6 separate regions of the Mus musculus genome follow, and all the other regions are linked to region 6. The links are chromatin contacts, called in public Hi-C, HiChIP or PLAC-seq and Micro-C maps. All regions are on one chromosome and are shown on one strand. The core of a region is the stretch at or near the end of the contact, and the rest is flanking DNA. Distances in the headings are between cores, read along the strand shown. Region 1 has its middle 75 kb from the start of Gm41499. Region 2 has its middle 18 kb from the start of Gm30474. Region 3 has its middle 48 kb from the start of Gm30474. Region 4 has its middle 22 kb from the start of Gm30530. Region 5 has its middle 4.8 kb from the start of Gm30530. Region 6 overlaps Runx1 (runt related transcription factor 1).

Region 1 (3,481 bases), core at 167-2,666, 320 kb after region 6:
CTGATTGCAAACATTTAGAAGTAAAATTAGAGCATGTTTCTTTTGGAATTGGAGCTCAGTTTCAAACTAAACCTAAGCCAGGCACTTGTCATACGTTGGATTGCTTCTTCCTAAAACAGTTATGCTGAAAGCTTCCAGCCCCACCTGTTAAATGTTTCTGTATTTGGAAAGAGGGTTTTCATAAATATAAGCAAATTGTCTTCAAAATGGACCCTTAGGAGCTGGGGAGATGATTCAGTGAGTAAGATGTGCACTACAGACTTGAGTTCAGAACCTCAACATCCCTAGAAAAAGGAGGCCAAGGCCACAACTACCTGCAATCCTAGCAGAGATAGGAGGATTCCTGTGGCCAGAAATTCTTTCCAAAATGCTGAGTTCCTGACCCAGCAAAAGGCCCTGCCTTAAAATATAGGATGTAGAGTAAGAGAGAGAAGCACCAGATAGCAACATCTGGCCTTCACAAGCATGCACACATACATGTATACACACATACACACATACATACACTCACACACACAAATGCACACACATGCATACACGCACAGGTGGGGCTGGAAGCTTTCAGCATAACTGTTTTAGGAAGAAGCGATCCAACGTATGACAAGTGCCTGGCTTAGGTTTAGTTTGAAACTGAGCTCCAATTCCAAAAGAAACATGCTCTAATTTTACTTCTAAACGTTTGCAACACACACACATGCATACACGTACACACACGCACAAATGCACGCACATGCACAAATGCATGCACACACAAAATACACATGCACAAACATATGCACGCATATCCATACATACAACTGCACACACATATGCACACCTGTTATGTGTGCATATGACATACACATGCACACATACACGTGTACACACACATGCACACACATGCACAAATGCATGCACACACAAATACACATGCACACACATATGCACACACACAACTGCATAATACAACTCTACACATATGGACACACTCATGCACACATACACATGTACAGACATGCACACACATATACACAATACATACACATATACATGCACACACATGCACACATATACACACATGCACACACATATACATACATGTACACACACACACACACAAAAGATGGTCCCTAATCTAAATATGTGCACAGACACACAGGTAGAAGGCCACAGTACAACCCAGAGACTGGGCAATGCAGCCACTTGAGGAGGGGTGCCAAGAATTTTCAATTACCGCAACCCCAGAAGATATCAGGAGTGGTCCAATCCATGTGGCCTGGCTCATGCCAGAATGTCAGAATTTTGGGAGAACTCTCTAACCCTCCCATGAGACGTCCATGGAATTTTAATATGGCGGCCCCATGTAGCTGATTCCAGGCTTCAGGCTGTGGAGGAAGGGTGTTGATGGAGAACTGATCACACACTTGGGGAAAGAGGAAGAGAAGTAAGTAGCTGTGACACAGGAGGGGTGATGTGTTCTGGAAAAAGAGGAAGTCTTGACGCATCTACTTTTCTTGTTTTCGTTTTCTTGGAATTCAAAATACTTAGAAAAGGGCTCCTGCAAAGTGCGTGTTGCAGGCAAGAAAATTGATCCATAAATCTGTCTGGAGGTCTAAAGTTTCATCAAAGTAGGTTAGACACTTTGTAAAACAGAACCAACCACTACAAAAATCACCAAGAGGAATGTAAGTCCATGCCACCAGCGTTGGGCTTTTAAAAGAAGGAACACATTTTAGGGAGTTTCCTCTTGGAACATTTCTCTCTGATTCTAACCTGTGGGCAGGATTGTCCTCCATTCTGCTGTCTCCATGGAAACAACACTTAGAGATCTTTATGTCAGCAGTGAATGAGACCAGGAGAGCATTAGGTAATAGTGCCTGGATGGCCACAGCAAGAAATGTGCATTATTTGCATAATCTACATAAAATGCTGTAGAGGGTGCTGGGCAGGTTTTCCAGTGAAGTCCTTCTCTTGTCCCTGAGAAGAAATGGAGGGGCCTCTTCACTGGCTGATGGACAGGACAGTCATGGCACAGGGAAGGGCAGGTGGCTCTGCTGCACTATGTCCCCAGGTAATGGCTGTGCACTGAGTCTGAGCATACTCACAAGTTCAATGCCAGACCTGGCCTCTGCTTCTGTTTTAGCCTAGGGCCTGCTTTTCCTTTTGATCCAGCATCCCATTGACTGAAATGAATAGTGCCTGCCCTCTACCAGAACATGGCCACTTCTCAGAGCATTAGCATATGCCAACAAAGGCAATCTATTTTCGAGTTAGTCTTTTTTATTCTTAGGAGGAGAAACCCATACTGCTTTTAGAGAGATGGACAGGTGGAGCTACTCCCAGAGAGATAAGGAGATCTTACAAGGATGCTTTCAGAGCAAGAGGAACTGGGGAGGTATGTCTCGGTTCCCTGTTAGGTGACAAGGGCCATGCCTTCGCAGGAGACTGACCACACTGACTCTCCTCAGTTCATGGCTTCCTTCCCTCTATCCCATCTTCCACATGCCCCTGGGTAAGGATGCCTTTCTCAAGGGTGAACAAACACCTTGATGGTTTCTGGTTCCCCATGGAACTACACTAACCCTATAGTACCTCTGCCAGGCAGAGCACACATTCTCAGATTTTAAATGGCCACAGCAAGCACAGTGCCAACCTCCATCTTCTCTTCATCTTCTACCCGTCAGAAACATGTCCCTTTGGTCACCCATGCTCAGATCACCACCAGCAAGGGCTGCAACTGCCCTGTCAGGTCTGTATTCCAAATCTGTAACGTCCATACCCTGGCAAAGGTCCTTGCCACTCCAAGGTCACCAGTGTCTATGTTTCTGCCAGAATGAGGCTAGCCTCAGTGGTACATGAACCCACTCCACCCTCCAGCTTAAAACCTCTCCACTGTTTCCCCAGGGGGATTAGCACTCCTGAGATCCCAGATAACTCCATCAGGCCACTGCTTGTTCCTTAACATGAAGCTGTATTTCATGCCTTGATCATGAAATTCACTGATAGATATTTGAGCTGTTCTCAAATTTTACACTTCTCCAGCAGTGACTTTCAGGGGATATGGTTTGAGTGTGTAATGTCCCCCACAGGCTCATGTGTATGAACACTTTGTTCCAGCAGGTGCCTCTGTTGAGGAGTTTATGGAATCAGAGGGCGTTGGTTGGAAGATTTGTGTCACTGGAGATGGGGCCCGTGAGGATCATACCTACTTCTGGTGCAGGCTGAGCTCTTTTCTTCCTGGCAGCTACAGGAATGTGACTGATGGCTACAAGATCCTATTGCTATGTTCTTCCTACCTCATGGACCACATTCTCCAACCCAGTAGCCGGAATAAGCCTTCGCCCTTAAGTTGCTTGTATCAGATATTTTATGCTAGCGTATGGGGAGGTAATGGTGCAGCAATGTGTGTCTCTGCAGTGCACATATATGGAATGGCTGTGTTATGGGGGAGGCATATGGCTTGTTTTAAGAGATTATTGCTCTAGCTTTGTTTTAATTTTTT
Region 2 (3,512 bases), core at 702-3,201, 430 kb after region 6:
TGGTGTCGGTTTATATGCCAAGCACTGTGCAACGGAGAACGGGAAACTCTATATACACTCTGCATTCGACAGAGGCCTTACTTGCTGAGCAGAGCAGGTAGGAACTGAAGACAAGAAACCAACACGGCTGATTCAGGCACGGTGTCAGACTCTGCAAGGCTAAGAGTGTAAGAGAAACAGGAAGCCTGAAGAGTCTGTCTGGCTCAAATGGTCCCTTTCAGCGTTGGTTTTTAGCTTGGTGAAGAGGAGATATCACTGATTCAGAAGTCAGGCTAATGAAGAAGGCACAGTGCATCTTCATCGCATGTGCATGCATTCGAAGCTTAAATGTTAGGTTACTTTGGATAGCAATCCTTGAACAAGAAGACACCTGGTGGTTTTGCATCCTGGGCATCTCAACCCAGGATACGATAGTGAGGACCACTCTTCCACACCCTCAAACCTGACGTCACCTCACACAACTCTCATGGGAGACCTGAAAACAACCCCAGGGACTCAGGCCTCAGATGACATCGGGGGGGCTCCAAAAGCCGGAAGAGCTTTGCCTCTGTGGAGTCCAGATCCCGTTTTGCAAGCTTCAGAGCCACAGAATAGCTCTTCCAGCACCCTGTGCATCTGTCAGGCAGGTTTTGAAAAAAAAAATTGAAACTGCAGTAAGTTATGAGTCACAATAGTGATATTTTACATGAACTCAATGTAGTGACATCCAAACTCTTAAATTGAGTAGGGAGGCCTTAAAGGGGCTTGCAGGAATACCTTAGATGTCGCCCTTGGTAGACTAATAGAGAATTGTGACCTTTGGACTCTGAAAGTATGCAAGAAATCAAATTTAAAAGTCATTTTAATTCTTTCAGAAGGCCACCAGAAACTTCTAACAAGAATCATTACCCACAGCTATATATGTTCTATTCTCTGAATAATGAAATTACCGGAGACTTCAAGGATACAAGTGTCAAATCACCAACAATTTTGGAAAATATATTAAGCTTCCTTATGTTGTAAATAACACTGTCTTAAATGCAATTTACAAAGCTAAAACTGTACTCAAAACGGCAGTGTCTCATCAAAATACATTTTTCTTTCTTCCTTAAAAGCAGAGGGACCCATCCGAACTCAATATACATTTGAAGCTTTGCATGGTCATTATGGAAATAAACTGTGAACTGTCCTGGCTTTGGTGCCAACATGCTGCCTCCCAGGCTTGCAAAACGAAATCTGGTAAGTTAAATAAATTACAGGAAGAATATTCTGTCTTAGAAAATAAACACACACACACACTGTCGTTGCTCTGATGAAAGTGTTGCCCATGTGTTGATAATGAGGGAGAAGTGATGTTATACTCGGTTTAGGCAAAATAAAAACGCGGTGTCAGTGGCACAAACTTAAAATAGCCCCAAGTACCCACAGAATTGCAGGGGGTCCACACACTACCTGACTTCCTCTCAGAGAAAGCTCTGGAGATCACGGCCATTTGGAGAGGCTCTGGAGTGACCAGAACACAGCTTCACTTCAGAGCACCCCAGGAGACACTATCTCTGAATTCCAATAAGCATGGTCTCTGAAGATGAGTCCTCTAAGCTAAGGAACTCTTTATGGAGATGGTAGCCGGGATGATGGCATTCCACGCCTAAGTAATCTCACCGCCAAGCAGTGCGTTCTCAAGAATACACTTACATCACGAAGTGTTCTCACTCAGAAAGCTATTTAATGCTCTGAGATGCTCCGGCCCCTCCCCACTCAACCCTGCCTTTCAGCGTCTAGTTTGTCTTCGCACAAGAAGGCTGTGCGTGTCCGCACCAGCCATCAGAGGCAGCCCTGCCCGCTCCTGTCCAAATAGGAACGGGGAGCTAGGATGTGGCTGGAAACAGCAAATGACTTCTTACTGAAGAAGATGCATTGTGGTGCAGATCGGGAAGGGAAAATAGAGCACCCCCTGAACCGGTGACTAATCGTGCAGGGCAGACATAACAAGCAGCAGGCTGCGAGGAGACTTATGAATCACAGGGCAGAAAGGAATCCATCTAAGTGGAGAAAATAAATTCTCTAAACCGACAACTAGCAATTCAAAAAAAAAAAAAAGTCCTAAATACAAGCTAACATTTTTCTACCCCAGAGAAACGACAGCCATCGAGCTTCTTATCGAGTGTCTTATGTGTTCATATACAAGTCTGAAGTTAAAAAAAAAAGTTCCAAATGGTTGTTTTTTTCAAGCACCTCAGTCCTGGTGAATAAGGATTTAAAAGTCATTTTTGAAAGACAGCGTGGGGCAGTAAGAGCATGGGGGGGGGGGGCTATTTGCCCTGTACTGAAACCACTTCAGAGAATACCTTGACTAGTTAGTTTTATAGACTTTTTTTTTTTTTTTTTTTTGGTTTTTCGAGACAGGGTTTCTCTGTGTAGTCCTGGCTGTCCCGGAACTCACTTTGTAGACCAGGCTGGCCATGAACTCAGAAATCCGCCTGCCTCTGCCTCCTGAGTACTGGGATTAAAGGCGTGCGCCACCACGCCCGGCATTATAGACTTTTAAATGTGTTATTTACATTGATTCTTAACACTCGAAGGGGAAATTAATAAATTGAGTGAGAAACTGAACCAAGAGTTCTCAAGAATCCTCGCACGGAAAGAGTGGGACTAAGATTCCCTCTGTTGGGACCGTGAGAAAGGAACACGCTGCTTCAAACTGGTGTCACTCGCTTTCTGCTGCTTCATGACACATGCAAGTAGCCGGGTCATCTGTCACTCCCTGCCAGCTCAGAACTCCACCTTCTGGAACCAACCAACTGCGAGCATGCTTTATTCTGAACCCAGGAAAGCTGAGAAAGGCCAGAAGACACGGAGCCTCCAGCAGGTCCACAGGGCCAGTTCACATGATTCTGTCAGCTATATATTGCTAGAGATTTTATCATTTAAAAACCAAAAGATATATTTATTTTACTTATGTGAGTACACACCAGAAGAGAGCATCAGATCCCATGCAGATGGTTGTGCACCAGTGTGTAGTTGCTGGGAATTGAACTCAGAACCTCTGGAAGAAAAGCCAATGCTCTTAACCCCTGAGCCATCTCAAGACTTTGGCATTTTATAGCCAGTCACAGCTAAGTGAAAGCTGAGTAGGTGCTTGCACAGCAAGCATGAGGACCGGGGTTCGATCCCCAGAACCCACTGTTAAGGAGCTGAATGTGGTGGTGCAAACTTGTAATCCCTACACTGGGGGAAGGGGGACATGGAGATTGGCAGATCCCCAGGGTGCCTTGGCCACCCAGCCTTGTCTTCTTGGCAAACTTCAGACTAATGAGAGAACCTGTTTCAAAAATTCAAAGGAGAAGGTGGATTGTGCATGTGGAACAGCACCTATGGCTGTCCTCTGACCTCCACACACATGTGACATATGTCCATGTATACATACATGCACACACACACACACACATGCACACATGTATATGCACATATACACACATGCACACCTGTGTACACATATATACACATGTGTATGCACACACATATAAGCACAT
Region 3 (3,539 bases), core at 903-3,402, 370 kb after region 6:
CCGCCTGGTTCCTGGTGGGGTATGATATCAGCCCCACCAACTAGAGCAGAAAAGAATGTGTGGATCTTTTTATAGCAAGCAAAGTTCATAAGAAAACTATGTGACTATCCTCAAGAGATGCTAAAGAGAGAAACCGAACAAAACAAGGCAGGTTGGAAACTCATTAATGTTACCATGGAAGGTTGGGAAGTGAAGTCAGAGAGAACATTGACGCGTCCACACTTGGGTTCCTGCCCCGCAGTGTTATAGCAGATACTTCATCGTCCTCAGTGAGGAGAAAGGACGGGTACTTTGGTTCGATGCCTCCGGCACTGTCAGAGAGGAGCTAAATAAATGAATATTTCAGCAAAGTATTTTTATCTTTTCCAAGTACAGCCAAGTGACTGGTCAATTATCTTCAATAGATTTGGGTTCTAAAAGCTGTGTGTGAGAAAGGACAGCCAACGCAGGAGATGGATCCAGTGTTTGGGCTAGAATGTCGAGAAACCAGTGGCAGAGATTTTCAGGCAACCGTGAGTCTTGGTGGCCAGGATGGGCACCTGCCATACAGACTGTAACTGCAATATTCTTTCTGAGATCAAAGCTGTGGACTGCTGTGACAAAAAGCCAAGAGGGAGAAGAGAGTGACAGTGTGGGAAGCTAAGGACAGTGTTCCTGGTGGAGGAAAGGGTTCCGAGAGCTGTGACCTTTGAACCAACCCCTGACCGACAGCCAGGAAAGCCATTTGAAGACCTTGAGGTGTTATTACTGCTTTTATAATAGCAAATTACATGTTAATCTCTTAGCTCAACCACAGAGCACTCAACAGCAGCCAAAGACACACACTCCTGCCCTTTCTTATGACGGAGGAAGAAAATGAGAGCCCAGACAGAAGGAGGGAGTCTGATTCACACCCACACTGAAGGGATCTACAGGGGAAGGAGGCTGCTTCCATCTCCTGGGCTGTTGATCATGATAACTGGTGGAAAGCTTGCCTGAAACCAGAAACCACACTTGGCTGTAGCTCTGTTGCTTTGCTGCATCCTCACACCCTGTTTCTTCCTGTGGCTAACAGCAAACAACCACTGGACCTGCTACCTCTCTTAGCCCATTAAAGAAAACCTGGGTCATTCCAAACACCATCTTCCCATCAAGCCCAGGGTTTGTGAGGCTTAGAGCTGGCCCTTTCTGAAATGTTTCTCCCTGAAGGAAGCTTAGTAGTCTCTCTCTCTCTCTCTCTCTCTTCTCTCTCTCTCTCTCTCTCTCTCTCTCTCTCTCTCTCTCTCTCTCTCTCTCTCCCCCCTGATGTGAAAGAGAGAGAGAGAGGCTACCTGGAGACATAACCTCATTGTCCCACAAAACACTTGAATAGTATTTCTCCAAAGTCATGATACATGTGACCTCACTTGGAAGTAGTTTACATATTTAGTAACTTCAGTGTGACTATTCAGTGTAATCATTCTGGATTAGGATAGCTGCTGAGTCCAGTAACAAACATCTTTCCTGTATGAGAGGGAGACTGGAGACTTGGAGCCTCAGCCAGGAGAGATGCACAGAGATGTAGTAGGGGTGAACCAAGTCAGCCTCAAGCTAAAGAAAGCCCAGGATTGCTGCCAGAAACCAGGGGCCAGGAGAAGGGCATGGAGTGACTGGTCCCGGCTTATTTGGGAGAAACCAGCTCAGTTTACATGTTAACTTGTGAATTTTAGCCTCAATATTGTCGAGAGGGAAATCTCTGTTGTTTGACAACAATAGGTTGGTGGTATCTTAGTATAATAGTCACAAAAATCCAATGTATTTGGTATGAGTCTCCATCATTGCTGAGAAGGCTAATTGTTAGTTATTGGGGGCCAGTGAGGTGGCTCAGCAGGGAGGAGTGCCTCACGCACACGCACGCACACACACACACACACACACACACACGAGTGTTCAAAACATAAGTGTCAGCCAGGGCCCTACAAGAAAGCAAAGAACCAAACCCTTCTGCCTAGAGACAAAGAGACAACCAAACAACCAACCAAACAACAAACAAACCTGGCAGAGGAGTCTTGGGAGCAAGAAAAACAATTGTCAGCATAATTCTGGTTCCAGCCATTTCTGCATTTTAACACATGCTGGTGTCTTGAAACTGGAATCCAGGGCAGACAGTTCCTGGTTGAGGAACTAAGGGCCTGAGAGGGAAAATCCCTTCAGAGTCCCTCGGAGAGGTGCTGAGCTGTGGAAAGTGAACCCAGGGGCCTGTGAAGAGATTCTGTGAGGGGAGCCAGCACTGTTGCTGGGAGGTGGGGAAGGGAAGCAGGAGACAGATCCTCGCCTTTGCAAGCTGCAGCGTACTGGGCCAGCACAGAGGACTGGCAGCTTTGGCTTTGCCCTGGCAACATAAAGATTCATGAAGTGGCTTTTTAACACTTTGGACTATTGAGATTTTACATTGATCACACTGAGACATTAATTTCAGGCTCTTTTTAAAAATGCTGGAGGTTCAGCCAGGCCCTTGTGCCAGAAGGCAGAGGTGTGGCCGAATGAGGAAGATGCTAGGTGCTCAGTCCCTCCCTGCGCTGTCCTATGGTCACAGACTGCTCTGCTCTGCATCACAGGCCTGGTCTGGTTCACAACAGGTCTTGGGACCCACAGATTACTAAAGAGATGCCCACTGCTGTGGAGGGGCATCTTTGGGCATGGGAAATACCACAGAGTGGCCTTCAGGTCCAATTGAGGAATGGCTTGAGCAGGAGGGCATCTGTCCCTTATGTAATGAACCTACATCGGAATACAGCTTGGCTTGCTTAGCATATTGGGCACAGTGGCTTTCAGAAACTTCTGGGAACAAAATCCCAGGTCTAAAACTCAAGCAACAAGCACTGGCTGTTTAACAAGGCATACGTAATGGACGTCAATTGGGTTTCTCAAAGCAATCCTCCTCAGATGCCTAGAGCCACACGCAGGCCCTATGGACAGACAAACAGGGAAGACGACACACACCAGAACCCAAGGAAGCCCTCAGAGTACAGAGGCTGGGATGAGCGCTTAACACCCATCACGTAGGGGATGCCGGGGCCGCTGAAATGCAGATGATTCTTAGAACGGTGGACTCATGTAAGAGCTTTCTAAATGGTTACACAGCTACCATCTGGAAAGTCTACCATTAGGGTGTTCATCTTAAACAAAAGACAGAATACAATCAACAAATGTGTAAATTTTCTTGAATGTAATTGCTATCTAACTTAGTAGTTATGCAAACATTATACAGTATAGTGTTTATAATATGACCTGATAGATGGCTGTTTGACACAGCTGCACCCCCTCCATTAGTCATTAGTTGGCAGCGTTGTGGTCTCTTGACAGGGACAAAGGGAGAATCTTACAGCTTCTCCCAGTTTCTTAAGCTATGGACTGTGGCTCTTGGTGCTCTGTGGGTGTGGCTCCAGTGTTCTTCCTCTCAGGAGGAGCCCTTGTTTGGTGAACCCTGCTGTCTCTTGGCTGATGCCTGCATCTCCTGAGCTCTGCCTCATCTGTGTATCTGGTCATTCTTAAGGTTTGTGTCTGGAAACTCCTGCAAG
Region 4 (3,529 bases), core at 386-2,885, 500 kb after region 6:
GAGGGCGTGCTCAGCCTTATTTCCAACCTACATTCCTTGATAGCCAGGAAATGAGTCTGCCTTGGAGCACCAGCTTCTTCCTCTGCAGAGCAGGGTCCTCCTGCTGGGGACCATCCTTGTAAAGATTAATATAAAGATGCAATACTCCGATACCTGCCAGGTATTATAGCCTGCATGCCATTGGCTGTATGTAGCCTAGAACACTGCCTAGACTCTGTTGTTCACTTGAGCAAAGTTAGCTGTGTATAGACTAGGATGCTGCCATGACTGTATGTAGCCTAGGATAGCTCTGTATGTAGCCTAGGATAGCTCTGTATGTAGCCTAGGATAGCTCTGTATGTAGCCTAAGGAAAACAGTAAGCTTAAGTATTATGATACTTTTTGTGTGTGACTTTTTTTTTTGTAACTTGAGGTTCTCAGTGTGAACTTTGTAGATGACAAAATCGCACTGTAGCAATATCAAAACCTTGGGCCTGCCTGCAGGGATTCTGATACATTGATGAGACCTCAAACCAGCAGTCCCTTCCCCCTGCATCAAGGAGAACATGAACCATTAGCCTGGCTCTGTGGACCCATGACCCTTTGCTGACCTCTGTATGTCTCCAGGCTGTCCTTGAACTAGCCTAGCTCAGGCTTCTCCATGACTTTGTTGTTCCCTTGGGCAAAGTAGCTCCAAGCTCTCTCATTACGTTATCTGTGCATCCCCTCCACCCCCAACGTGGAACTATGTGCTTTTTCCAGGTTTTTTGGATTGGTGCAAACTTGGGAAACAAATTCATTCCCTAGATAATCTACACGCAACCTCAAAGGAAATTTCAAAACCTGTCTGTCCCCACTTCCTTCTCATCGCAGGGCAAGCACATCACTAGCATAGATCACATAGTTACACACTGGCCTTGCCTTCCACATGTAAGCAACCTCGGTGCTCCCAGTATTACCTCAGTATAGCCAAAAATGCAGAGAGGAAAAAAAATCAACAAAACAAAAGGAATGAATTCCCCAGGTAAAATAGAGCTCACGAGCCACGTGAAACCATATCCCTAATCCCTCATGACCAGGGATTTTAATAAGACACATCCAACTACCAACGAGTTCAAATCCTCCAAGAGAGCAAAAGATGCTGAGCTCTGCCCAAGGCAACATCCAGTAGCCCTATTCCAGGCCACGGGGATTCGGCCACCGTGGGGCTGTAAGGCCAACCTCGTGTCCTTGTAGGAAACCCCAGAAAGCAAGACTCTGTGGATTGGTGGCACAGTGCTCTGAAGGTCAGGAAGGCCATGGGCCTCACCGTCCTGAACATTCTCCATTGGGTCTGTGAGTCAGAGGAGAGTCCCAGTAGGAGGAGCACTGAGAATGTCCACAGGTCCCATGGCCATGAAGAAGCCGCCAAGGGAGCTTGCTTTGTGTTACACGGTCAGGTAGAGTCCACCTCCTTTTCCAGAGCAATCTAAGCGTAGGCTCTGTGTTCCACAGGGCATACAGCTCCATGAGCCTCTCTCTCCCCATCTCTCGTGAGATGCCTGAAGAGCAGACAACAGCAAATTTTGGAGCTTCACTGGTGACAGAGAGAGAGGCTGTGGGCAGGCTAGGCCTCAGCACACAATACACAAGTCAGTCTTCAGTGCTCCCCAACCTTCCTAACGCTGAGACACTTAATAGACTTCCTCATGCTGTGGTGACCCCAACCGTAAAATTGTGTGTGTTGCTACTTCATAACTGTAATTTTGCTATTGTTCTATATTGAAATGTAGATACCTGTGTTTTTGTATGGTCTTAGGTGATCCTGTGATAAGGTCCTTTGAAACCGTCCCCCGAAAGGCATCATGACCCACAGGTTGAGAACCACTGGCTTAGGAGCATATCTTCTTTCAGGAACATTTAAACTTCTTGAAGCTTTCACCCTTACCCCCAACAAAACATTTTGTTAACAGTCAGCTTCCTCTTTCTGACTCACGATAGAAATCTTAAGGCACGCACACAGGCAAATTTGAAGAAGCTGAAAGTCTACACTCCCATTGTCTGAAAGAAGGAGCAATAAAGACTGTCTTCTATGTCCTTCCTGACTCTACAAAAACCCTGTTTACAATAAGCTTGTATTATTTATACAGCCTTCAAGGGGAAGCTCTCTGTGTTAATGTTTTTATGGTAGTTTTTCTCATCACTGGAGAATTTGGGCTTTTGTTTTAAACAATGTTTGTAGGCTATATATAGTGCATCTGGTATTAAAAGCGATGTACCTTGCTCACGTCTTAGCCAATAATCTCTTTCTTGTTTTATGATGAGAAAACCAGAGTCTATAATCACCCAAGTCATTCGTGAGCAAAGCGAGGGGCCAGCTCCCAGGACTGGGCTTCACCACTGAGCTATAGCAGCCCACTAGACAGCTGGAGCATCTAGGGTGTGACAAAAACACAATGGCCTTCATGTATCACAGACACAAAGCCTCAGGTACCCCAGGCTAGCCTAAAACTCCTTATATAGCTGGAGGCTCACCTTGCACCTCTGAATCCCCTGCCTGCACCCTGAGTGCTGTGATTACAGGCTTTGCACCACCACATCTGGTTTATCCAGTGCTGGAGAGGGAACCCAGGTCTTTCTGTATGGGCTTAAGCACTCTCCCACTGAGATATGTTGCTAGCCCAAGAAGACTTCTGAATAAACAGAAATTATATGAACTACCAGTGGGAGGAAATGCTCCTGATTTGGAGAGTGGTAGTGATAGACAATTAAAATTATTTAAAGAAAACCATGGTAAAAATATATTTCTCAGACGGGCAGTTGGTGATACACGCCTTTAATCCCAGCACTTGGGAGGCAGAGGCAGGTAGATTTCTGAGTTCAATGTCAGCCTGGTCTACAGAGTGAGTTCCAGGACAGCCAGGGCTATACAGAGAAACCCTGTCTTGAAAAACCACTATACACACACACACACACACACACACACACACACACACGCACGCACACACACACATACACGCACACACACATGCACACACACATAATTTCTCACTGTGTCTTTCTGTGCAATTTCTAGTAAAATATGAACCTGAAAATGTACAACCCTCACCTTCCTCTTTGGCTTTATGACTAGCGGTTTCAAATGTGACACTGAACATCTCTTGAGGCAGCCTGAATCTGTATCCCCAGGCCATGTCACTCAAAGTTGGCTCAAAACAAACCCTCTCTCATCCTCCTCTGAGTGAAAATGGAGCTCTGTGTGGCAGGTTCCACATGGAGAAGCACCTCCGACCAAATGGAATGCTTGTTGGGAGTCGCATGCGAAATGCCCGCACTGGGCAGACAGACACGTGTTTTCACACATCCTCTGAAGGGCAAGATGCAGTGGGACTGTTTCCCAGAGAAACAATTAGAGAATACTGGAGCCAGATAATTTACAACCTAATGTTAACAGTGAGAGGGGTAGATTCCCACAGTCGTGTCCCCCAGATAAGAACAGCCTTGGAAACTGGACCCTCACAAATCTTAGATGTCACAACACAGGGGTCGGGACCTCCTTCTCCTCCGACTC
Region 5 (3,943 bases), core at 49-2,548, 480 kb after region 6:
GTCTAGAGGAGGGGGGCATGGAAGAGGAAGAAGGGAAACGAAGATGAATGGGGAGTAAGAGGGAAGAAAAGGGACAGAAGATGGTGACAGAGTCTAGAGCTAATGCTCATACCAGCAATGAAAAACAGAGCTAACATATGGCCCAGGCCAAGACTGGTGCCCAGGTTGTGTGTGCTCACCCTTCTCTATGCTCTCTATGGCTATGTGTTATTTTGTCTTTTCTCAGACGTAGAGAGGAATCATAAATGTGAGCCACCATGCGTTGTATGTAGAACCCCAGCTTCATTTCTGGTCTTCTACTAAATACACACAATGGGTGAATTCTGCTAGCCAGGGTTAGTCCTAGATCCTTCAGTGACTAGCAGTGCAGTTACTCTGCCTCTCTGGGTCTCAGTGTTAAGTTTTGAGTTCAAATCCCCAGGATGCCTTTAGCTATTGTGAGTTACCTAATGACACAGAATCTAAGGAAGTAGCATATGTCATTCCAATCACAGGACACAAAAATGGTCAAGCCCTTCCAAACTCCAACAGCTATCATTCTGCTTATGATAGAATCCTTGGCTCATTCTAAACCATCAGTTCCTCTCAGTATAGCTTGGGTATCATAAATGTTAGAACATCTGGAGATGATTCAATCTCACCAGAACCCCCATTATAAAGTCTACACGGCCCATTTATTATTGCACATAATAACTAATCACATTAGTCATTGGCCTTAGAGGGCAAGCTATTAAAGCAATAGAATTCTTAATTTACTTAGTGCAGAGTTTATCAGTCTGTGTACAACGCTTACTCAGAGGTGCTACATCACCCAAGCGTGTGGTCGGGTAAAGTCACCTCCCATACAGCAAGCCTTATCTGCTGCCACACAGTTTCCAGAAGCAATTCTTTCTAAGCTGGAGATCTGTTATCTGCTGGCTCCTTCCTAATGCCTTTCCTGGAATAGGTCATGAGCAGTTGAGTCAAAAAAGGCTTCCAAAGAATTAACTCCACACTAACAGAAGAGTCGCCGTGGAACCCTCAGATGCGTGAGTCTCCAAAGGCATGCGTTGGAACTAGACTTCCAGTGTGCCAAAGCAGATGGCAAACTGTATAATTAAAATACTAATTTTTAGAGTATTCCACATGTTTTTAAAAAAAAACCCTGGTGCCAGAAGCACAGTACCAGGTATGTAACCATGGAGATTAGCTTGCCTAAATAATAATCACTTGTGTAATTACTTTGGATTACACCTTACACGTTGTAGTCTCAATCCACACGCAAATCTAGTCTCACAAGGTAAGCTGAGCACGTAAAAACCATGAGCTCTTGTATGCCCTCCTGTGCTGTTTGAGCACTTTCACCACGCTGTGAGAGAGAGAGAGTCAGGAATGGGAGGTCTGAATTTGCGATAAACACTGACATATTCTCTACCTGTTCTATCCTCCCTGGTCTCTTCTCCTCTTCCCTTCCAACTTCTCACAGAAGAATAAACACAATGGACTTTATTAGATCAGATAGGGACTCTTAGGGGATGGAGGTTTGGGGACTCTTAAGGGATGGAGGTTCCTTGGGAGTCAAATGGGGACACTGAGGGGAAGCAGGTTCCTTGCTGCTTCTTGTGCTAAGAACAACAAGCAAAGGACAGGTTGGGCTATACCTCTTAATATACCTGCTCCACATCTTTCCCTCAGCCCTCTGCTGACGTTTCCCCTGGCTGTGACACTCCTTGGATCACTTCATCCTCATCCTACCCCAAATCGAGAGGACGTGAGGAATAAGTCCCTCGTTTTCCTTTCTTTCCAAACCTCTATACTGATACTTTTCTCTTTGATGTGTTTCTGGGGGAGAGGGAGTGCACATTTGTGATCATGTGGGTCCTGGAGACTGAACATTGCTCCTCATGTTCACAAAGCAGGCTCACTGCAGTTGTAGACGCCCCCCCCCCCAGCCCATTTATGACTATCTTAATTACCCCCCTCTCTACAGCACACATCGTTTTAGCAGATAATGTCTTCATCTGGGCTTTTGGTTATGTGCTCCCATTTCCTTGGAGCCTCTCCTTATAGATCACTCCCCTTACCCCCATTCTAAGCCAGAGGTGCCTTCTGCCTTGTCTTCCACTGAGAAGCCTCCTTGGTCTTGTCCACTCTATATTTCTATTTTTAATGTATTCTATGAGTGTGTTGGAGCATACTCATGCCCTCTAGTCATCTCTTGCTCTTCTCATTGTCATGTTTCCCAACAAAGCCCAGACTCCCTTCCCTAGTGTCCTACTAAGGGAGTTCTCTAAAGAGTTAACTACCAGGCAACAGGACCTCTTTCAATAATAACTCACCTTGGGACTCTCCGGGGCATCATCTTCTCACTTCACATCAACTGCCACCCTTAGAGATGATCCCTTGGGCTTCCCTGCATAGCTCACTATGATCCCTCCTCTTCTCTTCACTGGCTGCCTCCTTATTCTCCTTCCTTTCATTACCATTTTTAAACTGACGGTCTTACCTGGCCTCCCCTCTCCACTGTTCTCTCAGCCTTGACTCCATCCCTCTTCCGGATGACAATGATAGCTTATTTGCAAAATTATTGAGCACCACACACTCCTTTCCAACCCTCAAAGTCAAGGGCATCTCTCTCAACTCATATCTCCAATGTTCTTAACCACTTCAAACTTAATCATTTCAACTTGATCCCTGCCTCTTCCTCAGCTCCTGCTCCCAACGCCCCTCTTATTTTACTAGTGGCACCCAGATGCCCATCACCCAGAGTCAAAACCTAGGACAAATCTTTATCTTCTCCATGTTGGTCCTTACATTCATCTAAACACAAAGTCTTTGTGTTGTCCAAATGTCTACATTTTCTTCTTGCCACATATTCTAGTTTGCTTTGTGTTGCTGATAAACACTGTGGCCTGAAGTAACTTAGGGGAAGAAATGACTATTTTAGCTTGCACTTCCAGATCATAGCCCATCATCAAGGGAAGTCAGGGCAGGAACGCAAGCAAGAGCTAGAGTAGAAACTGCTCACTGGCTCATGCTCAACTAGCCTTCTTATATAGCAGAAACCCACCTGCCTAGGTATAGTGCTGCCCACAGTGGGCATGACCCTTCTACATCCATCATAAATCAATACAATATATCACAGATGTGGCCACAGACCAATACCATCATGTCAATCCAGTGAAGGTTCCCTCTTCCCAAGTAACTCTATGCTGTTGTCAAGTTGACAATGAAAACTAACTAGGATAGCATAATTTTTTGCATTCCTGTCTCTGGTCTCTACTGCTCTTAACCACATTTTAAGGAATTCTAAGATTTCTCTTTGGGTACATCAATCACCTCTACTAATTACAGCTATGAGATCAAACACTCTCTTTTTAGGTTAGGAAAAGTGTGCCTGACCTGTCTCCCCATCACACTTTATAACCCAATTTCTCACAATCCCCAGCAACATCATTACACTTCTCCTCATGGCCACCTTTTCTTCCTCTGTTCTTGGACTTTAAGATGGTCTGTCTGCTGTCAACACTCATTCTCCATTGTCACCTGTACAAGTGTTACAAAAAGGACCTTTAAAGGCCAGGTCCTGTGCACCCAGCTGTCTCCTGTAAGCTGCATTTTATAATACATTGATGGAGGTGTCTGTGTTCACTCCCCCAAATATCATGCTTTTCTCCCCTGTATCCATGTCTGATCAGCGCCTTGCTCTTAGCAGATGCTCAGTAAAGGTTGATAGATGCATCAGTCATTGGTTAAGTGCCAGTGGTAGCGTAGATCCCATGAGACTCAGAAGATTCTGGTCAATTCACATCAGGTTCTCTGGACTTACTACTGAACACATAAGATATAAATTAAAGGCTGCTACCTCTTACTAAGATGGTGACACCTAAGTCAACGAAGTGTACAAGGAGCCCACCACCTAGCACTTGGTATGTGGCATTATTATGAATGTGTATCGGGAAAG
Region 6 (3,939 bases), core at 1,111-3,610:
TACTTAAGGAGCAGAGCCCATCTCCACTTGGGTTGGAGCCCATGGCCTTATGGTTTAAATATAAAACGCATTATAGCTCTTTATTTAGAGAGCCATATGCCATTTTTAGGGAGCAGCCTCGGTTCTCTCTCTGACTTCGGTGGTGGACAGTGCAGATAGGTGTCTCAGCGCTGTCATTAGTATCCATTATTTATTAGGTTTTGATGGTGGATTAGAAACCAGCTGGGAGGGTTATGCGCCCCTTCAGTGAAAACCTCCTCACTAAGGTCAGGACTTCCAAGTGTAACCTTTGGAGGCTCAGGAGAGGGCAAGGGATCCAGCATAGTTCAGGCCTCCAAAGTTCAGGGTCAGGGAGAAGAGGGAGACTTCAAAATTTAAAAACAGCCTCAGGTTTTCTGCCACAGGGCAGACTCCATTGGTAAAGAAGAAGCGAAGGATAGACAAAACACCAGGCAATGGTCTAATGCCACCCAGGGAGCAACGCTTGCTTTCCCAAAGATCAAACCATGGCAAAGGCCTTCTGGCTGCTGGCTACAAAGACGTCTGAAACCTTCTGACCCAGAGGGAAGTCCGTCTGAGAACACAGTCTGTCACATGAGTTCCATGGCTAAGTGTGGTCACACTGCGTGTGACTGCAGACTCCCTTCCTTCTCTGTGTCCCTCTTTCCTCCATTGCCAAGTCTGAAACCATGCTGCTCTCAACACAGTACAAAGAAGACCAGACTGAGTTGGAACTGCTGGAGCAGCTTGAGATGCAGGAGTACCCTGAGATGCAGGAGCACTCTGAGATGCTGGAGCACTCTGAGATGCAGGAGCACTCTGAGATGCTGGAGCACTCTGAGATGCAGGAGCACTCTGAGATGCAGGAATACTCTGAGATGCAGGAGTACCCTGAGATGCAGGAGCACTCTGAGATGCTGGAGCACTCTGAGATGCTGGAGCACTCTGAGATGCTGGAGCACTCTGAGATGCTGGAGCACTCTGAGATGCTGGAGCACTCTGAGATGCAGGAATACTCTGAGATGCAGGAGTACCCTGAGATGCAGGAGCACTCTGAGATGCTGGAGCACTCTGAGATGCTGGAGCACTCTGAGATGCTGGAGCACTCTGAGATGCAGGAGCACTCTGAGATGCAGGAGCACTCTGAGATGCTGGAGCACTCTGAGATGCTGGAGCACTCTGAGATGCTGGAGCACTCTGAGATGCTGGAGCATTCTGAGATGCAGGAATACTCTGAGATGCTGGAGTTCCCTGAGATACTGGAGTACTCTGAGATGTAGGAGCACTCTGAGATGCTGGAGAACTCTGAGATGCTGGAGAACTCTGAGATGCTGGAGCACTCCGAGATGCTGGAGCTGGTCACTCACAAAAGGACAATTCTGAAGTAAGTGAGAGAACAGGGTTGCTCCAGTGGCTACCTTTCTGTGGTAGATGCTGCTAAGCATTTTCCTCCAGACAGACACGTACTATAATTTGTGTACTTTTCAGAGAGCAAGTGGGCTCCTAGAAACAAGCTGACTTCTCTCAGCTTGCCCATCTCGCAGGCCTGGGACCCTCCCTCTGAGAAGGCTGTCTCACCCTCCGCTCTAGCCCTGTGCCTCTTCCATTGGCCATTTTGTAACTTCCCTAAAATCAGGAGGGTCTTGTGAAATTTTCTCTAGAAGAAATTTAGAAATTACTCCTGGAAAGCTCCAGTGGGTCTCTTCTCTTTCAAAGTCCTTTCCCGAGAGCAATCCACAAGTTTAAATCCAGTTCCCAAAAGTCCCAGGAACCGACAACCTGATCTCTGGAAAAACACAAATGAAGATTTCTCTGGAATTCTCAAGCTATGGTACAGTGAGATGGAAAGGGGCTGGCATTAACAGTCTCTCAGGATCTAACTGAGTTTTTTTTTTTCCTTGATTTTTTTATTTCTTGATTTTTTTTTCTTATTTCTTGACTTTAATAGTTAAAAGCAAAAAAGGAAGACTTACTCAACGAGGCCACGTTGGACTGAGGAACAAAGAGGCCATCTTCCTGGACAAAATGTCCAACTTCAGGGACATTTATTTTTTAAGTAGCAGGGTGGAAGGGGGGATTTTTTTTCTTTAATGACCTAAGCTGAAACAAAGGCGACAACAACAACAACAACAACAACAACAACGACACCCGAAATATCTTTGTCTTTCCTCAGGAGAAGTGTCTTAGGACAGAGTGGCTGCTACAGCGGAGGTGTTGCTCAATGTTGTGTTACAACACTATTCCAACTGTCGCTGGGGCGGGGATGGCAGTCTTGCATCAACCCCCTGCAAGGTGTTTCCTGGGCTTTGCAGACAGCAGTGGGGGAGGTGCTGCTCCTCTTGTGAAGGCAGATAATGCCTCCCGCTCCCTCAGCTATCTTCTGGGGCTCGCCCTGGAGATAACAGCTTCACTGCCTGAGGGAGCCCCACGCTCCCAATTTGTAGATCTATATTGATGAAGCTTTTTGTGTTTATCAGACACAGTTTTATCATTCCTCTCCAAATGCCCCCAGTCACACTCAGCCTTTGAACTTTGGCGAATTTATCAAATGGGAGCAATGATTGAGGAGATGTAAAGGCTTATCTGGAATTCTAAAGAAAGAGGAACCGAGCCACGGATCTCTCTGCTAGAGCAGGTCTTTTGGGTGTGTGTGTTTGTGTGCATGGGCTTGTGTTTGTGCGTGCTTGTGTGTGTACGTGTACACACATGAGCACAGGCATGTGTGTTTGCACATGCACACGGGCACATGAAAACAGAGGAAGATGTTTCTTATCTGGGGCAGTAGATTGCTCTATGTAGACATCTTATGCATTTTGTTTTCCTGGACACCTTGCCTTGGATCTTTCTCAAGGCCCCAGAGCAGGTGGTTGAGCTCAGCCTGACTCGCAGTGTGCACAGAATGACAGGCCCTGCATAAGACCCACTTTGACCTCATTTAGATCAGGACTCTCTGAAACCAAGTATCAGCCCTTGAATGGGATTCATGCTGGCTTGTGTTACTTGTATCTTCTTAACAGGCAAACAGCACGAGGCTTTTGAAAGGTTCCAGACACCTTTAGAATCTTGTTCCTTCGTTTTTTTTGTCTTGTTCCTTCTTTTTTTGTCTACTTTTCTCCCCCTCTCTCTCATCTCTCTTTGTCTCTGTTTCTTTCTGTCTCTCCGTCTCTCTCTCATTCTTTTATCAAATTCTACTCTGCAAATCAATATAGAAAGGCGGGGAGGTGGGGACAGATGAAGAGGATGAGGCCCCTCCCTATGCTGGCACAGAGGCCCCTGCGATGCTCCCAATATCAGAGAGAGGTATGGGAGGAAGGAGGAGAGAGAAGGGGAAAAGAGGGGAAGGAAGGAGATGAGAGGGAGGGGGAAGGAGAGGGAGGGGAGGGAAGAAGAAGAAAGGGAAAGCTCTAGTTACAGACCTGGAGGGAATTTCAGAAGGGAGTCCCTGCCCCAGAGTCCCCGTTCTTCCTTGGGTTTGTCCTCCAATCTCTTGTCCTCCAATCTCTCAGCAGGCTGTCCTTCTGAGAGGTACGATTACTCACCATTGGCAGCTATGGAAAAGGCAGCCTGATAATGAGACTGAGATGAGGCCTTTCATCAAATGATCTCTGCCATTATGTCCCCCCCCCCCCGCTTTCCTCTTCTCCTTATTCCCCCTCCTCCTCATCACACACACACACACACACACACACACACACAGAGGCACACACACATGCACAGAGGATGAGAGAGAGAGAAAGAAGAGAGGGGAGAGGTGGAGGGGGAGGAGGAGAAGAGGGAGAGGGAGAGGGAGGAGGAGGGGGAGGGGGAGAGGGAGGATGAGGGGGAGGAGGAGGAGGAGGGGGAGGGGGAGGGGAAGAGGGAGGGGGAGGGGGAGGGGAAGAGGGAGAGGCTGTTGCAACACTGTACAGTCTGGGCACTGCCTGTTGGGTGGCCACTGTC

Evidence for each region. Hi-C and Micro-C count contacts between places; a contact is called where the count stands out from the background. HiChIP or PLAC-seq counts read pairs in DNA pulled down with a chosen protein or histone mark.
Region 1: a Hi-C map of bone marrow-derived macrophages shows a contact between it and region 6, with 28 read pairs. The contact joins two enhancer-like sites. A contact is called at or near these places in 1 of 39 promoter capture datasets (the C10 cell line), 1 of 15 datasets of contacts at CTCF or cohesin (the NIH/3T3 cell line), 8 of 484 Hi-C or Micro-C datasets (B cells, the C10 cell line, bone marrow-derived macrophages and 3 more) and 6 of 115 datasets of contacts at active chromatin or transcription factors (bone marrow-derived macrophages, craniofacial prominence, embryonic hindbrain and 2 more).
Region 2: a Micro-C map of the G1E-ER4 cell line shows a contact between it and region 6, with 7 times the contacts expected there. The contact joins two enhancer-like sites. A contact is called at or near these places in 1 of 15 datasets of contacts at CTCF or cohesin (the G1E-ER4 cell line), 44 of 484 Hi-C or Micro-C datasets (the AML12 cell line, the AtT-20 cell line, CD8 T cells and 28 more) and 1 of 115 datasets of contacts at active chromatin or transcription factors (craniofacial prominence).
Region 3: an H3K27ac HiChIP or PLAC-seq map of microglia shows a contact between it and region 6, with 6 times the contacts expected there. The contact joins two enhancer-like sites. A contact is called at or near these places in 1 of 39 promoter capture datasets (neural stem cells), 5 of 484 Hi-C or Micro-C datasets (brown adipocytes, embryonic fibroblasts, nephron progenitors and 2 more) and 6 of 115 datasets of contacts at active chromatin or transcription factors (bone marrow-derived macrophages, craniofacial prominence, double positive thymocytes and 3 more).
Region 4: a Micro-C map of the G1E-ER4 cell line shows a contact between it and region 6, with 2.3 times the contacts expected there. The contact joins two enhancer-like sites. A contact is called at or near these places in 6 of 484 Hi-C or Micro-C datasets (the G1E-ER4 cell line, brown adipocytes, embryonic fibroblasts and 2 more) and 1 of 115 datasets of contacts at active chromatin or transcription factors (acute myeloid leukemia).
Region 5: a Hi-C map of the G1E-ER4 cell line shows a contact between it and region 6, with 6 times the contacts expected there. The contact joins two enhancer-like sites. A contact is called at or near these places in 1 of 15 datasets of contacts at CTCF or cohesin (the G1E-ER4 cell line), 5 of 484 Hi-C or Micro-C datasets (the G1E-ER4 cell line, bone marrow-derived macrophages, embryonic fibroblasts and 1 more) and 4 of 115 datasets of contacts at active chromatin or transcription factors (acute myeloid leukemia, craniofacial prominence, double positive thymocytes and 1 more).

What each region holds. Positions count from the first base shown.
Region 1 is chr16:93,030,380-93,033,860 of GRCm38.p6, forward strand. No RefSeq gene overlaps it. Among named protein-coding and RNA genes, the nearest start is that of Gm41499, 75 kb to the left of the region's middle. Within about 2 kb of position 1,417, at least 65 of the 459 cell types and tissues checked have an H3K27ac peak or open chromatin away from gene starts, as enhancers often do. A contact at or near this core is called in bone marrow-derived macrophages, hematopoietic stem and progenitor cells, microglia and 1 more, where this site is marked.
Region 2 is chr16:93,148,765-93,152,276 of GRCm38.p6, forward strand. No RefSeq gene overlaps it. Among named protein-coding and RNA genes, the nearest start is that of Gm30474, 18 kb to the left of the region's middle. Within about 2 kb of position 1,952, at least 35 of the 459 cell types and tissues checked have an H3K27ac peak or open chromatin away from gene starts, as enhancers often do. A contact at or near this core is called in the G1E-ER4 cell line, where this site is marked.
Region 3 is chr16:93,082,374-93,085,912 of GRCm38.p6, forward strand. No RefSeq gene overlaps it. Among named protein-coding and RNA genes, the nearest start is that of Gm30474, 48 kb to the right of the region's middle. Within about 2 kb of position 2,153, at least 22 of the 459 cell types and tissues checked have an H3K27ac peak or open chromatin away from gene starts, as enhancers often do. A contact at or near this core is called in bone marrow-derived macrophages and microglia, where this site is marked.
Region 4 is chr16:93,213,901-93,217,429 of GRCm38.p6, forward strand. No RefSeq gene overlaps it. Among named protein-coding and RNA genes, the nearest start is that of Gm30530, 22 kb to the left of the region's middle. Within about 2 kb of position 1,636, at least 28 of the 459 cell types and tissues checked have an H3K27ac peak or open chromatin away from gene starts, as enhancers often do. A contact at or near this core is called in the G1E-ER4 cell line, acute myeloid leukemia and granulocyte-monocyte progenitors, where this site is marked.
Region 5 is chr16:93,196,648-93,200,590 of GRCm38.p6, forward strand. No RefSeq gene overlaps it. Among named protein-coding and RNA genes, the nearest start is that of Gm30530, 4.8 kb to the left of the region's middle. Within about 2 kb of position 1,299, at least 21 of the 459 cell types and tissues checked have an H3K27ac peak or open chromatin away from gene starts, as enhancers often do. A contact at or near this core is called in the G1E-ER4 cell line, where this site is marked.
Region 6 is chr16:92,713,396-92,717,334 of GRCm38.p6, forward strand. The region is part of intron 2 of Runx1 (runt related transcription factor 1); the gene reads right to left. Among named protein-coding and RNA genes, the nearest start is that of Gm30281, 47 kb to the right of the region's middle. Within about 2 kb of position 2,361, at least 92 of the 459 cell types and tissues checked have an H3K27ac peak or open chromatin away from gene starts, as enhancers often do. A contact at or near this core is called in the G1E-ER4 cell line, acute myeloid leukemia, bone marrow-derived macrophages and 4 more, where this site is marked.